2 separate regions of the Muntiacus reevesi genome follow, and region 1 is linked to region 2. A link is a contact called in public Hi-C data. All regions are on one chromosome and are shown on one strand. Each heading gives the region's core, a stretch centred on a gene start, on an enhancer-like site or on the middle of the called end of the contact. The rest is flanking DNA. Distances are from core to core; before and after follow the strand shown.

The links. Hi-C and Micro-C count contacts between places; a contact is called where the count stands out from the background.
Region 1: a contact with region 2 is called in a Hi-C map of muscle, with 6 times the contacts expected there. The contact joins the promoter of TBC1D2 here to the promoter of XPA in region 2. A contact is called at or near these places in 2 of 3 Hi-C or Micro-C datasets (blood and muscle).

The regions. Positions count from the first base shown.
Region 1 is chr17:59,119,169-59,126,745 of mMunRee1.1, reverse strand. TBC1D2 (TBC1 domain family member 2) reads left to right here and starts at 5,221. Exons shown (of 11, transcript XM_065908012.1): 1 at 5,221-5,774. The coding sequence starts at 5,400. LOC136148458 (a long non-coding RNA gene) reads right to left here and starts at 5,494. Exons shown (of 7, transcript XR_010659501.1): 1 at 5,384-5,494; 2 at 830-922.
Region 2 is chr17:58,685,413-58,693,178 of mMunRee1.1, reverse strand. XPA (XPA, DNA damage recognition and repair factor) reads left to right here and starts at 5,450. Exons shown (of 6, transcript XM_065908090.1): 1 at 5,450-5,666. The coding sequence starts at 5,495.

The DNA.
Region 1 (7,577 bases), core at 3,972-6,471, 430 kb before region 2:
TGGCCTAGAGAATTCCATGGACTCTGTAGTCCATGGGGTCACAAAGAGTTGGACACCACTGAGCAACTCTTATTTAACTTTAAGCCCTTTAGCAAAAGAGCCTGTTCAGTTCAGTTCAGTCGCTCAGTCATGTCCGACTCTTTGCAACCCCATGGACTGCAGCACACCAGGCCTCCCTGTCCATCACCAATTCCCAGAGTTTACTCAAACTCATGTCCATTGAGCTGGTGATGCCATCCAACCATCCCATCCTCTGTCATCCCCTTCTCCTCCCCCCCTTCAATCTTGCCCAGAATCAGGGTCTTTTCAAATGAGTCAGTTCTTCGCATCAGGTGGCCAAAGTATTGGAGCTTCAGCATCAGTCCTTCCAATGAATATTCAGGACTGATTTCCTTTAGGATGGACTGGTTGGATCTCCTTGCAGTCCAAGAGACCCTCAAGAATCTTCTCCAACGCCACAGTTCAAAAGCATCAATTCTTTGCCACTCAGCTTTCTTTATAGTCCAAGTCTAACATCCATTCGTGACTACTGGAAAAACCATAGCTTTGACTAGATGGACCTTTGTTGGCAAAGTAATGCCTCTACTTTTTAATATGCCGTCTAGGTTGGTCATAACTTTCCTGCCAAGGAGTAAGCGTCTTTTAATTTCACGGGTGTAGTCACCATCTACAGTGATTTTGGAGCGCAAAAAGATAAAGTCTGTCACTGTTCCCATTGTTTCCCCATCTGTTTGCCATGAAGTGACGGGACCGGATGCCATGATCTTAGTTTTCTGAATGCTGAGCTTGAAGCCAGCTTTCTCAGAGCGCCCGGGAACGCCCAACACACCCAAGAACAGCACACCACGACGGCCACACGGTGTCGCTCTCTGACCACCTCCCGCTGCGCAGCTGACACTCTTCTTCAAGGGGAAGGATGTTACTAAATTTTGAAGGGGAAGAAGAGGAAGGATGTTACTATATTTTGATGCAATAACCAGAAGTGCATCCACTAGAACACACAGCAATTAATGCATCCAGATTAACAGAAGTTTCCTCTAATATCCCTAAACCTAAAACTTAAATCTGTTTTTACCGTTTTCATCTTCTTTTCCCCTGGAGCAACCCAGAGCATGTTTTTCTGTTTTTTTGCAGCTGGAGGGATCAAAGTTCCTTGACTGGGGATGGAAGTCGTGCCCACTGCAGTGGAAGCACAGAGGCCCACCATGGAATTCCCACCATGAGCATGTTAACATTACAGCAGATTAGGGATACCAACCCCCAAATTTGCCATAATTACTTCTTAGTCTTCACAAACACTCGATGGGATGCCCTGAGGAGGAATTGTTTTCCTTATTTTACTGATGAGGAAACCAAAACCCAGAGAGGTTATAATGGGTCAATGAAAATTCCAGTGACCAGCTTTCCCAACACACACCACCCCAGCTGGGGCCTGTACACTCTTCCTCTCCTCCATCCTCGGCGTGGAAGTGGTTGGGAGTAGGGTTCCACTGTTCAACTTTTTAGAAATTAACATAAAATATTTTATACTAAACTGATATGAATTTGCATCTATTTATGTTTATAAAATAAAGTTTCAGAGGGTTTGCATGGCTGCTCTAATTCATTATGAACTGTGCCTGTGATGGGTTTCCAAGGAAGCTCTCTGTTGTTCAGGGAATGTATTAGTTTGCTAGGGTTGCCCTAAAGAAACACTGGGCTTTAAACAACAGAAATTAATTTTCTCACAACTGTGAAGGCTAGAAATCCAACATCAAGGTGTTGACAGGGCTGGTTTCTTTTGAGGTCACTCTTCTTGGTTGGTAGATGGCTGTCTTCCCCAGATCTTAGTAAGCGTGCATGTGTGGGTGTGTATGTGTGTGCCAATCTTTTCTTATAAAGACATGAGTCAAACTGGAGTAGGGTCCACCTTACTGACTTCATTTTACCTTAATTACCTCTTCAAAGGCCTTATCTCCAAATACTGTCACATTCTGAGATACTGGGGTTGGAACTTCAACACACGAATTTAAGGGTGACAATTCAACCTATAACAGGATGAAAAAGTTGAGAAACGTGCAATACCCCTTCCAACTCTATCCACAAGAATGGCAGTGTTCTAGTCTATGTCCCAAGATCACACAATAATCGATGGCGCTAGAATTCAAATACTGGAGGTCCATATGACACCAGTGACTAAGCATTCAAGCTGAATATTGATAAGCACAGCTTTTATTGTCTTTACCTTCCTCCACCAAATAGTTCATAATGGCAGCTATTTTCCTTTTTACCCAATAGCTATTTAGAAAATTTGTTTTTACTTCTAAGAGATAGAGTGTTTGGTTAACTTTTTTTGTTATTATTTTCAAATTTTCATGACAAGGTACTTGCTGGCACAAAATCTTTCTAGATAACAAAAATGTCTTTTTGACATGGAGCATAACATAAAAAATCCCTATTTAACTGATTCAACCTTATCATTGCCTTCTGATCTCTGTATCTTTGTTTTTTGTGGCTGTTTTCCAGCAAATCTCACAAACGCTAAAAGTGGTGTGCTACAATCTCCAATTGTAATTGTAGTATTTCCAAGTTTTAAATGGTATGAATTCTACTATATAATCTACCATCCTGTCTGTGGTTCACTGCCTTTTGCCTCAAGGTCTTCTTTACTGAGTTTTAATTACAGTTAACATTTACTGTGTCCCACCCTCTGTGCTTGCAGCTTCACACAAATTACTTTAAAAGCAAAGTAACTCTCGCAATATTGATCATGGGATCCAGATTTATGGAAACTGGAATTTATACAGTATTGAAGAATAATACACAGGACTTCCCTGGTGGTTCATGCTGCCAATGCAGTGGGGGGCCTGAGTTCCATCCCTAGTCAGGGAACTACATCCCACATGCCACAACCAAAAATTCTGCTTGCCGCAACTCAAGATCCCGCATGTCGCAATTAAGACCCGGCACAGCCAAATAAATAAGCAAATATTTTTTTAAAAACAAGAAAAGAAAATGAGCCTATCAAATCTGCACAACTTGAGGGGAAAAAAAAAACATTAACACAAAGCTAGATACAAAGATGGATGCTTTTTCAGAATAAAAAAATAAATATAACAAATTGAGTAGTCCCTGAAGGTGAGCTTAAGTTTCATTAACTTTACCTAAATCTGTCTCCCATGTTTACAGATGAGAAGTCTGAGACCTTGCATGAGCAAATCGCTCAAGACTGCCAAGCTGGAAAGGGACCACAGAACCCTCACCTTCATCCACTGCCTCTCGTCACCACCACTGAGAGTGCACCAGTGTCTGATACTGACTGATGATGATTTCAAATCCATCTTTGGAAAACTAGCTGTTGGGGACAAAGTTGTCTGTGGTTTGAATTTGCTTTGAAAAAACTGTTTTGAAGTAGGATATTAGGACTTTCTTACCGAACTTTCACACCCAGAGTGGAGAGGACCATTACATCATTATACTAAAGACAGCAGTGTCCATCAGATGATGGACTGTTAGAGGATAAAAACCAAGAGGTCTGATGAGCAAGTCTAGGGTGTTCCGTCTGGGCAAGGCTACTCTTTGCTGATTCAAATATTTCGGTGAAGCTCTGCAGACACTTGCTCCGGCCCCAGTCAGGCTACTCCTGGTCAACAGCAGCATTAAACTGTGCAGCAGTCTCAGAAAAGAAGGGAGACCTGGTCCTAACCTGGCAGTGCCAGTCCTTGTAGGCAGTGGCACAAGCCGTGTAAGGGTCCCTGGAGGAATAACCTCTGGAGCAACCTCTACCAACATCGGTAATGGGACCCAACTTGAAGGAAGGACTGGCTATACCAGGAACCAACTGGTAGAAAGGTACACCTGAACTAAAGTTGGATTTTATTGCTTTCATTTCCCCCCTTTGGCTGGAACAACAGTATAATTAACATAACACTGATTTTGTAATTGAAAATTCGGTCCTCCTTCCCAATGCAGACTGAGGATAATGAGAAGGTTCTGAGGATAAAGGAAGGCGAAATTTATTGATTTGCCAGCAAATGAGCACAGTAGCAGACTAACTTCGTGACAATTACCAGCCTGCCTTCTGGGGAGAAACCAGGAGTATTTAAGGAAAGTCTTAAGACTGGGGTTGAGGGACAACAAAACTAGCAAGAAGGCCCGCCAGCATTAATCAGTAACAAAGAATGCAAATTTAGTTCCCAGCCATGCAAGGGGAAGACAGGAAAAACAGTTTTAGAAATCATCTATCAAAACAGTTTTAACCTTGTGGCCCTCTTACGGTTCGGAGGATGTTACGTCTTCATTAGCTTATTAAGAGACATTATCCCGTATACTAGTGACTTGGGAAATACTGTTATTATAAATTATAATTTCTGCAGTAAACATATGTAAAAAAAAAAAAAAATTACTGTACTGGCAAAGAATCTCAGTCTCTGGGCATAATTTACCCGGAAAAATGAGAATTCTGTGAAGGGCTGCAGAGAAAGAGCAGCTAGAGGGAGGGGAGCTGAGAAAGGGCCAGGGCACCAGGAAGCCGCGGAAGAGGTGGACAGACGAGGAGGGACGCACCTAGGACCGGAGGGAGGCGGCAAAACTCAAGGTTAAGTGGTAGGAGGGGACATGAGGTTGAGCGAGTCAGTCAGGGCCTAGGTACACATCTGTCTGTGTGCAATTTGCGGAGTCCGACCCCCGTCAGGGCAGCAGCCGGACCAGGCGCCCCACGTAACGCCGGCAGCCAGAGAAGGAGGCTGGGCCGGAGGGCGGAGAGGCCGCCGCGGTCAGGGGTGGTCCGCGAATAAACTGCCGCGGGTAACGAGACCCTGGCAGAGCCCACGAGCCCCACGCGCCGTGAGCGGGGCCGGAAGTGGCGACACTGAGAAGGCCGTCCCTCTCAGCCAATGGCCGCGCGGTCCGCCGTCCGACGCTGACCGGAGCGGCACCTGAGGAGAAAAGGCGGGAGGCCCCCGAGGCGCGAGAAAGGCCCACCCTTCCACGTCATGACGCGAGTTACCACAGCAGTGTCCTCGAGGACCGGCGTCTCTTTCCGTTTCCCTGCCGCGGGTGAACTAATCCGGGGACACCACGCCTCCAACCTGTGGACCGCCTCACGCCGGAAGCTGCCCCCAGTAAAGATGGCGGACAGGCAGCGAGGAAAAGCCTGAAGTAGGCGGGACGGGAGCGGCCGGAAGGGGCGCGTCGGGGCGTGTCCTGGCGGGCGAGGCCCGCATGGGCGTGGCCACCCGCCCCTACTGGGCTTTGGATCTGCGAGGCTCACAGATGCCGCCAACCGAGTCCCTCCGCCGTCTCCCGGAGGCGGGTCACCGCTGGCCGCGCCCCCGTCGGATCACTCCCTCTTGGAAGGTTACCACCTGAGTTTTGAAGATTTGACTGGGGTTGGGCCACTCACCTCCGGTCCCTCAGAGATGGAGGGCGCGCAGGAGAGCCCCGCGGAGTCTGGATCCTCCGTCCCGTGGTCCGAAGAGCCTGCCGGCTCGGCCAGGGTCCCCGAGGTGTCGCCTTCGGAGGAGTCGGAGGGCTGCACCCGGTCCCTGGAGGCGGCCCCCAAAAAACTCTGTGGATATTTAAGTAAGTTTGGTGGCAAGGGGCCCATCCGGGGCTGGAAGTCCCGCTGGTTCTTCTTCGACGAGAGGAAATGTCACCTGTATTACTCGCGGACCGCGCAGGATGCGAATCCGTTGGACAGCATCGACCTCTCCAGTGCGGTCTTTGACTGCAAGGCGGACGCCGAGGAGGGCACTTTTGAAATCAAGACTCCCAGCCGGATAATTACCTTGAAGGTAAATGGAGCACTTCTTTCGCCCTTTTGGCCGGGATGGGATCCCAGGGCACCGCCAGGCACAGGTGGGTGGTCACAATAAACGTGCCGTAATCACCGACCCCGATCACCTCAGTGAGCCCCGAGTGCCCAGGGCTTTGTGGTTTTCAAAGCGCAGTCACACCTATCTCCTCATTAGGTTCCTGCAGTAAAGGCCGGGATGATGGACGTATATTACGGATCAAAAAACTGAGTCATAAAGGGGTAAAGGGCCTGGTGTGAGTCACACCACTGGAAACTAGTGTAGCCCACACTTGGAATCTCATAGCTTTGCATACCCTATCAAAACTTTAAGGGTACAGTCCTTTGGGTTGCAAGAGTCAGACAAGACTTACCAGCTTAACAACAAAAAACTAGGCAGTCACCATAACTTTCTTACTTAGGGCTGAAGTATAGTCAAGGTATGAGTTTTGCAATCAACTTTCAAGGCCTGGATTCTGAATTACTTTTCCCGATGTTGTAGCCAGGGGGAGTGAATGCTGAGAAAACGTTGGCAGAGATTGGGAGACAAATACTTAGGTTTCACTGATCAACCTACGTTGTTCATTGAAGCATATCCAAACCTGTTTTCTCATCAGTAAGTTCTGTTTTATTATCATATTTAACTGGAAAAGCCTGAAGCATTGCAAAGGCCACGTGCTTTGAAATCAGACAGGCTTGGATTCAAAGTCTGCATCATCTACTCACTGTGTGACTCAAGGCAAGTTAACCTCTCAGTACCTAGATAGTTTGTGAGACTAAAACAAGTTATGTAAGCACCTGGCACATGACAGGCAGCTGAATTAATCTCAGCCTAGACTCCTGCTGGCGCGTAGTGGGTGCTTGATACGTATTTTCTGAATAACCAAACATAGTGACAGAACCAAGGTCAGAAAGTACTTGTCGAGTGAAAGTGCCTAGAACTTAGCTGGAGAGAAAGACTGGTGTGGGCTCGGAGCTCTGGAATCTACACTCGGAGAGCAGTGTGCCCGGAGACTGCGTCCCTCCCCCCCCACCCTGTCTTCCTGCGCCTCCACCCCCCTTCCCGCCCGTGGGGACTCTGCTGAGCCCCTTGGATAGAGCTCAGAGCTTTCAGTTGCACTTTAATGTCCAGGCCAATCTTGTGAGCAGGCTGCAGTGGGGGGGGGGGGGGGGGGGGGGTAGTCTGTCAGGAGAGAAGGGTGGCTGAGCTGTGGCACTGGGGAAGGAGACACATGCAGGTGGCTGTGGATATGGAGAGGAGGCCCAGTCACTGACGGGAGGGAACCCCAGAGGAGGGAACAGCAGGACATACAGTCATGTGTGCCCTTGGTAGATTCCTAAGTTTCCAGAGGACAGGGGCCGTGTGGGCTCACCGTGTCTCCATTGCCTCCCACAGTCCCTGACACATACCATAGATGCTCAATATACACATGTCTGAAGAATTAATAAAATGGGATGTTTGGATGTGAGTGGGAGTCTGTGAGCACAAGGTCATGGTGAAGCCCTGGGAGAAGCTGAGGTCTCTCAGGGAAAGCATTGATATATAGAAAAAGAATGGTGGCAGCATTTCACCTGATTTGATCCCTCCATGGCAGGCTGAGGGCCCCTTTCATGGAGCCCCCACCTTCTGCACACCTCACCAGTGGTCCTCTTGAGAAGAGGGCTTGCGCTGGTTGCTTGCTCATGTTCTCACGTGGCCTTGACTGTGGTCATCTCTGTGAGGCTCACCTTCCAATCCTAGCGAGCTGCCCGGCGTCTGCAGCCCATCTGATCCCCGGCCTTCTCTCCGTAAGTCACAATCTCC
Region 2 (7,766 bases), core at 4,201-6,700:
GGAAGTAAAAAAAGAAAGCCACGCACATGGACTGTTTACTAGGTGATGAAGACAAGTATGTTCACAGCCTGTCCTCTCGGGTGTGAGTAACCCCAGTGATGCTCTCAGAGAGGAGGTCGATCAGGAAATGCTGCCGAGCTTTTCATCCCCCCTCCTGGCTTCCATTCGTACCTGCCTGCTCCTTTTCAAGCTCCGCTGGGGCTTTCAGTTCTTCCTTTGCTTTGCTCGTTACTCCTCTCTCAGCCAGGAGCACGGTTGGTCTGGGAGGTGAGAGGCGCAAGGCAAGAAAATAGGTGTAGTCATAGATTTTTCCTGACACTGAATGGGGTGAGGCAGGAACATGTTTACCGCTCTCTCCTCCTCGCCTGTTTTCCTTTTGTGCCCCCACCAAGATGACTCACGCCGCTGTGCTCTGGGCAAGCCCTGCGGCCTTTGTCACTGCATGGGATGTGCAGATTGGGGCCTGTTCTCCTCTTTTCTCTCAAGGAGGAGCCTTGGTTTAGCCTGGTTGAGGCTTCAGCTAACAATTCAGACCCAGTTACACGAAACTTGCTAATGAAGGTCAGGAAGCCCAAGGGGAGGGAGTTACCGGTAAAGGGAAAACCCAGAAGCTCATCAAGAGTTAACAAAATACCAGGACCGGAGCAGCATGTCCTATGGTCCATGTCCTTCAGCATTCAAGCTTGGAGTGCTTTCTTGGGGAGGAAGTTCTAGGGGCTAATTATTCTCAAAAGGTTACCTTGGGAGAGAACAGTTATCTTGCCTCTCTAAGGGAAAAGAAACAAATATTGAGGTCTCAAAGGCTCTGTGTTTTGTTCAGTCGCTCAGCTGTGTCTGACTCTTTGCGTCCCCATGGACTGCACCACGCCAGGCTTCCCTGTCCTTTACCATCTCCCGGAGTTTGCTCAAACTCACGTCCACCGAGGCTCTTAGAGCTGCGCAGAGTCTAGGGGGGTCATTTAGGGTGCTCAGAGTGTGCTGCCCATTAGAATCATAGGGATGGGGGAGAGGGTGCTTTATAAAATCCTAATACCCAGATCTCACCCCTGATCACTGACATCAGACTCTGTGTTTTTTAAATTCCTCGGGTGCTTCCAGGGTGCAGCCAAGTTTGGGAACCTGTGGACCTGACCCTTACTATTAGACCTGTGGTTGGTGGAGCTGCAACTCCATTAGGGAGCTCATTAGAAATGCATAGCTCGAGGCCCACCAAGGACCTGCTGAATCAGAATCGGCATTTTAAGTGGATCACCAGGTGACTTGTATGTGCTTTACAATTTGAGAAGCAGTTACTCTTCTTCGAACATTGGGCAGTTGGCAACAAGGGGCCCAAACTCTGTCTACTCACTGGAGCTAGGCAGTAGCTTTTCCCTTAGAGGGGCCCTCACACTCCACTTTACCAGAGTGCGACACCTGGATGGATTCATTAACTTCCATTACCTGCCTGGGCCCAGTCAGAATTTGAATTTTTAAAAAACTTATTATAAAATTTACCATTAGTAGCATGTAGTACATTCACAATGTTGTGAAACTGCCGCAATAGAACATTTCATTACCCCCAAAGGAAACCCCACACTAATTAAGCAGTCACTCCTCATCTCTTTCTCCCCTCAGTCCCTGCCAACCACTCATATGCCTTTTATGTTACTATGGGTTTGCTTATTCCAAATGTTTCATATAAAAGAAATGCATAATATTTTCAAGGTTCATTCATGTTGTAGCATGTGTCAGTACTTCCTTTCTATGGCTGAGTTATTTTCCTTGTATGGATATGCCACATTTTATTTATGTTTATCATTTGATGGACATTTGGGTAGTTTCACTCTTTTGGTTATTGTGAACAGTGCTGCTATGAGCATTTGTGTGCAAGTTTTTGTGTGAACACCTGTTTTCAGTCTCTGAGGACTTCAGTTCTTTTTACCCAGAAGTGAAATTGCTGACTTCTGTGCTGACTTATTGCTGACCATGTTTAGCTTTTTGAAGGAGAGCCAAACCATTTGCCATCAGCAACATTGTTTTACATTCCGGCTAGGAGGATGCCAGTTTTCCCACATCTTTGCTAACACTTGCTATTTTGTTTTCTTTTTTCTCTTAATTCTAGTCATGTAGTTGGTGTGAAATGGTCTCTCACCTCACTTTGATCTGATGCTTTTCCGTTTCCATTTCACTAATGATGAATATCTTTTCATTGTGCTTGTTTGGCCATTTGTAGAAATATATCTATTTAAGTCCTTTGCTCATTTACAAACCATTGTCTTTTTGTTACTTAGTTGTAAGAATTCCCTTTTTAGATACAGGTATGTCTCTTGCTTTTCAAGTTTGCTTTATGTCATTTTGCACTTATGAAAGACCTTCACTAGTAACCATTTTTGCATTAAAAAAATTAATTTGTATTTGAGTATAATTGCTTTACATTGTTAGTTTCTGCAAAGTGAATCAGCTATACATATACAGACATCCCATCTTTTTTGGAGTTCCTTCCCATTTAGGTCCCAGCAGGCATTGAGTAGAGTTCCCTGTACTTATCATAAGTTCTCTGTTTTATACACCGCAGTCTGTATTTGTCAAAAGCAATCTCCCAATTCATCCCTCCCGTTCCCCCCTTGGTATCCACACCTTTGTCCTCTACATGCGTCACATTTGTTTGGCAACGAGCCGTGACAGAGGCGGCTCACTCTGAGAGAGTGACACCAAGAACCTCCTTCCCCTGGATCTACCCTCAGCACCTTGGCCTCCAGTCACCATAGCTGTGAACTGTCTCTGAGCATCTGTGCTTTATCTTCACTTATTTTGTGCATACACATTCATTAGCAAGATGTGTTCTAAGCTAATTGCTTCTTTGCTTTGTGGCATTTTGGTTTACAAAAGATTTCTTAGCAATGGTCTACTTTTGGATAGGGGACATGGGAACCTGTATATGATTTCCAAATATCTTCTCCCATTCTGTGAGTTGTCTTTTCACTTTCTTGAGGGTGTCCTCTGATGAACAAAAATTCTTAATTTTGATGAAGTTAAATTTAACTGATTTTTCTTTTGCTGCTCATGCTTTTGGTGTCAAATAGAATTTGAGATTTTATCACCTGGACAAGATCCATGGATAGGGAGCAATCTGAGGAGAAAGGCAGTAGTGATGGCTTGAGGTTTCTGTCTCCAGTTCAACCAGAAAATCTCAGCATTTGTATGCTTTATATAAGGTCTTTCAGTTCGAATATATGTATAACTGATAGAACCACTAACTTAATGTTTCTCAAACTTTAATCATTAACTATTGAGGGAAACTGCAGTGTGCCAGCTTGCTCTAAAACCTAGTTCCAAATGGTATATGTAGTAATTAGAACTTAATGTTTGCTGGCTTTAGTTAAGTTTTATTTGTAATAAAGAAAAAGCATACATTTTAAGAAAATCATGCAATGTTTCATTTGTTAAATTTGCCACACATTTGGGAAGTTAGGATTTGGCTCAAATTCCAAACCCACTCCCTACTTGGTGGCGACTCATCCACACTGAAGAAATATTCTAGGAAAAGATAGCCGAGCTCTTGCTTACCAGCCTTGGGTACCTGGTGCTACATCTGTATGATGTCACACAGCAAGTGAAAACCTGGGTGTTCTTTGCTGTTTAAACCAAAATCTAAAAAGATCCTGTCCCCCTAGGCCAGGCATTCAGTATATTCAGACCAATCATCTATTGATCTCTCTTGAATTGGCACTACTGTAACTACTAGCTGCCATCATTTTTGGAATCTTTCTGTGTGCCAGGCATTGTGCTAAAAGGCTGCATCTAATCCTCCTAACAACCATGGAAGTGGTTCCATAATTATCCTCATTTTACTACTGGAGAAACTGAATTCAGGTTAATTCATGACTTTCTGAAGTCATGCAGATGGCAAGTGTCAGGGATAGGGTTTAACCCAAGTCTGACTCCAGTTCCAAAGAAAGGCAATGCCAAAGAATGTTCGAACTACGGCAAAATTGCACTCATCTCACATGCTAGCAAAATAATGCTCAAAATTCTCCAAGCCTGTGAACCGAGAACTTCCAAATGTTCAAACTGGATTTAGAAAAGGCAGAGGAAGCAGAGATCAAATTGCCAACATCCATTGGATCATAGGAAAAGCAAGAGAGTTCCAGAAAAACACCTACTTCTATTTTATTGACTATGCTAAAGTCTTTGTGTGGATCACAACAAACTGTGGAACATTCTTTAAGAGATGGGAACACCAGACCACCTGACCTGCCTCCTGAGAAATCTATATGCAGGTCAAGAAGCCATAGTTAGAACCGGACATGGAACAATCAACTGGTTCCAAATTGGGAAAGGAGTAGGTCAAGGCTGTATACTGTCACCCTGCTTATATAACTTATATGCAGATTGCATCATGCAAAATGCTGGGCTTGATGAAGCACAGGCTGGAATCAAGATTGCAGGGATTAATATCAATAACCTCCGATACACAGATGATACCACCCTTATGGCAGAAAGTGAAAAGGAACTAAAGAACCTCTTGATGAAAGTGAAAGAGGAGAGTGAGAAAGCTTGCTTAAAACTCAACATTCAGAAAACTAAGATCATGGCACCTGGTCCCATCACGTCATGGCAAATAGATGGGGAAGCAATGGAAACAGTGAGAGACTTTATTTTCTTGGGCTCCAAAATCACTGCAAATGGCGACTGCAGCCATGAAATCAAAAGACTCTTGCTGCTTGGAAAAAAAGCTATGACCAACCTAGCATATTAAAAAGCAGAGACATTATTTTGCCAACAAAGTCTGTCTAGTCAAAGCTAAGGTTTTTCCAGTAGTTATGTATGGATATGAGAGTTGGACTATAAAGAAGGCTGAGTGCTGAAGAATTGATGCTTTTGACCTGTGGTGTTGGAGAAGGCTCCTGAGAGTCCCTTGGACTGCAAGGAGATCAAAGAAGTCGATCCTGAAGGAAAAATTGGTCCTGAATATCATTGGAAGGACTGATGTTGAAGCGGAAACTCCAAAGTTTGGCGACCTGATGCGAAGAACCGACTCATCGGAAAAAGCCCTGATGCTGGGAAATTTTGAAGGCAGGAGAAGGGAACGACAGAGGATGAGATGGCTGGATGGCATCACCGACCCGATGGATGTGAGTGTGAGCAAGCTCCGGGAGTTGGTGATGGACAGGGAGGCCTGGGGTGCTGCAGTCCATGGGGTCACAGAGAGCCGGACACGACTGAGCGACTGGACTGAGTCCAAAGCCCATACTCTGAACTACCAAGCGAAACTGTTGTTTCAGGGATGACCAGATGCTGATCGCTGATCTCCGCGCTGGCTCTCGCGCTGGCTCAGGAACCGGCAGGAAGCCTCGGCGCCGACGCGTGCGCAGACCTCACGCTCCGCCTCTCCTCCCCCACTTCCTTCTGGGACTGCGCAGGCGCGCCCTCTAGGGGGCGGTGCCGGCGACTCCCGCGGGGCCACCAGCGCGCGTGCGCGGAGCTAGAGCCGCCGACCGCGGGCAGGTTGGAGATGGCCGCCGCCGGGGCGGCTTCGTCGGGGCCGGCGGCTTCAGAACCGCCAGCGGAGCTGTCCGCCTCAGTGCGGGCGAGCATCGAGCGGAAGCGGCAGCGGGCGCTGATGCTGCGCCAGGCCCGGCTGGCGGCCCGGCCGTACCCGGCGCCGGCCGCTGCGGCCGCTGGAGGTAGCCGGGCCTTGGCGGCGCCTGCCTCTCCTCTGCTGGGGGCCGGGCCGCGTCCTGGACGGGGCGCCCCGCTCTCGCGTCTGCGCGCAGACGCGTGCCAGCCCCGGGGCGGGGCGGGCGGAGGGGGCAGGGAGTGCGCCCGTCGGGGACTGGCACTGCGGGCCGTCCGGGCCACAGGGCGACCCCGACTCCCAGCGCTGGCCTTTCCTCCCTGCCTTGGGCGGCCCAGCCGCCGCCCTTAGTCTGGGGATGCAGCCTCCCTCGCCGTCTGGAGGTGCCAGCCAGGGTCTCAGCTCCCCCTCGCTGCTCTCTTCCTGCAGTGTCCGCGGGCCCCAGGGGTGGTCTTTGTGTAAAGCTTAGACCTTACAGCTCCTGTGAGTAGGAGCCCTGCGCCAGCTCATGCATCCGTGTAACACGGGCTGGTACGCAGTGCTTGCTACGCGCTGGGAGCAGACAGGCCCTAGCTCCTGCCTTCCTGGGGGTAGCAGAGTGCACCTTTGCGCTTCACGTTTTTCAGATTGGCTCATGTGATTCAAACAGCTAACCTTGAGTTCTTTAGGGCAGGGCTTGGTATCCGTGTTATACTGAGATGATAACTGAGGATCAGGAAAGGAAAGGGGGTTTGCTCAGGTTCATCCCAGTAAGTGCAAAGGCTAATCAGGACTAGAGCTCAGGTCGTCTGACGCTGGATTCAGGGCCCTTCCTTGCTCACTAGTTGCCTCTGCTATACTAGGCATTTCTCTCACTCTTAGGATGAAGGGCTGTTATTCTTGCTTGGATTTCATCTTTCCCTTTTCTTAGAGCAGCACTTGGCTACCTGTCTCTTTGCCTATCATGTAATTCTCCAGTGGGGGTCAACCAGTCATTTTCCCCAGAGAAGTACAGTTTGGGTGACATGTGGTTCTTCAGGATTGCCTCTATAATGTGAAGCACCTGTTTTCCTAAACCTGTGTCCAAACCTACCTGAGCAGTTGAGCTCAGTCAGAACTGTGTGATCTGCTACCCCTTCTCATCAGCCAGAAGAAAGGAAGAGTGAAAAGAGCTGGCTGCATGTCTGTATTCATTCATACTGACACGGAATCTGCACATTTTGGCCACTTTTAAGCATTCTAGGGTCAGGACAAAATGTTCTTCATCTGCATGGATTAATTCAATTCATGATTCCATAAAGATTTCTAAATGTGTAAAATGGCTATGGGACAGGGGTGCAAAGTAGAGCATAAAGTGGTATTAAATGTCTGATAATGGAAAGCAAGGCAGCATGAATATCTTGTAAGATTTCTTGGGCATTTACCAAAGAACTGAACTGTGTTGTTGCATTATAGACAACCTGTGCTTCGAGTTAGTTAGGTGCTGAGATTTTTGTTCTTTGTAATACTTTTATTTCCATATGTATAGTTTTCATATTCTCTGTGTGCTATGACATGCCTTGGAAAAGACTGAGAAGAACTTGCTTAGAATGTGTTGCTAAGAGTAGTGCTACGGGCCTGGGGAAATGCAAGGCACAGCCGTGGAGAGAAATGGGGCTTGGGTTTTGGCCTGATTTAGCGTTGTCCCAGGGACGGGAGCCTGGTGGGCTGCCGTCTGTGGGGTCGCACAGAGTTGGACACGACTGATGTGACTTAGCAGCAGCAGCATTGTTCAGGATCCTGCTCTAATTATAGTCTTAATAACCACAGCTTCCCTTCTTCTTATGACATTCATGAAATCAAAATCATATTCTGGTACATTTTCTATCCAGTCAGTAAGTATTCATGGAATGCTAAACTATTTTTCAGAATTACAGAGATAAAAGCGCTCAGGCTAATGCAGGGATATAAGGAGATGAACGGGCAGTATAGTAAAATATGAAAATTGCTGTTAACTGTAGAAACAGGCTTATTATACTCTAATCCCTTTATATAATAGAAAAAGAAATTGAGGCCAGGGAAGGGGAGTGATTTAAGCAGAATAATACCTCTATGTCTTAAAGAATTAGTTATAACATACTTTAATGTAAAGTGCACTTATCTGAATTTTACCTGTGTGAGTGCTCATGTCTAATACACAGCATCAATATACTGTACTGACACTTCCAGAACCTTAGAAGTTTCCCTACTG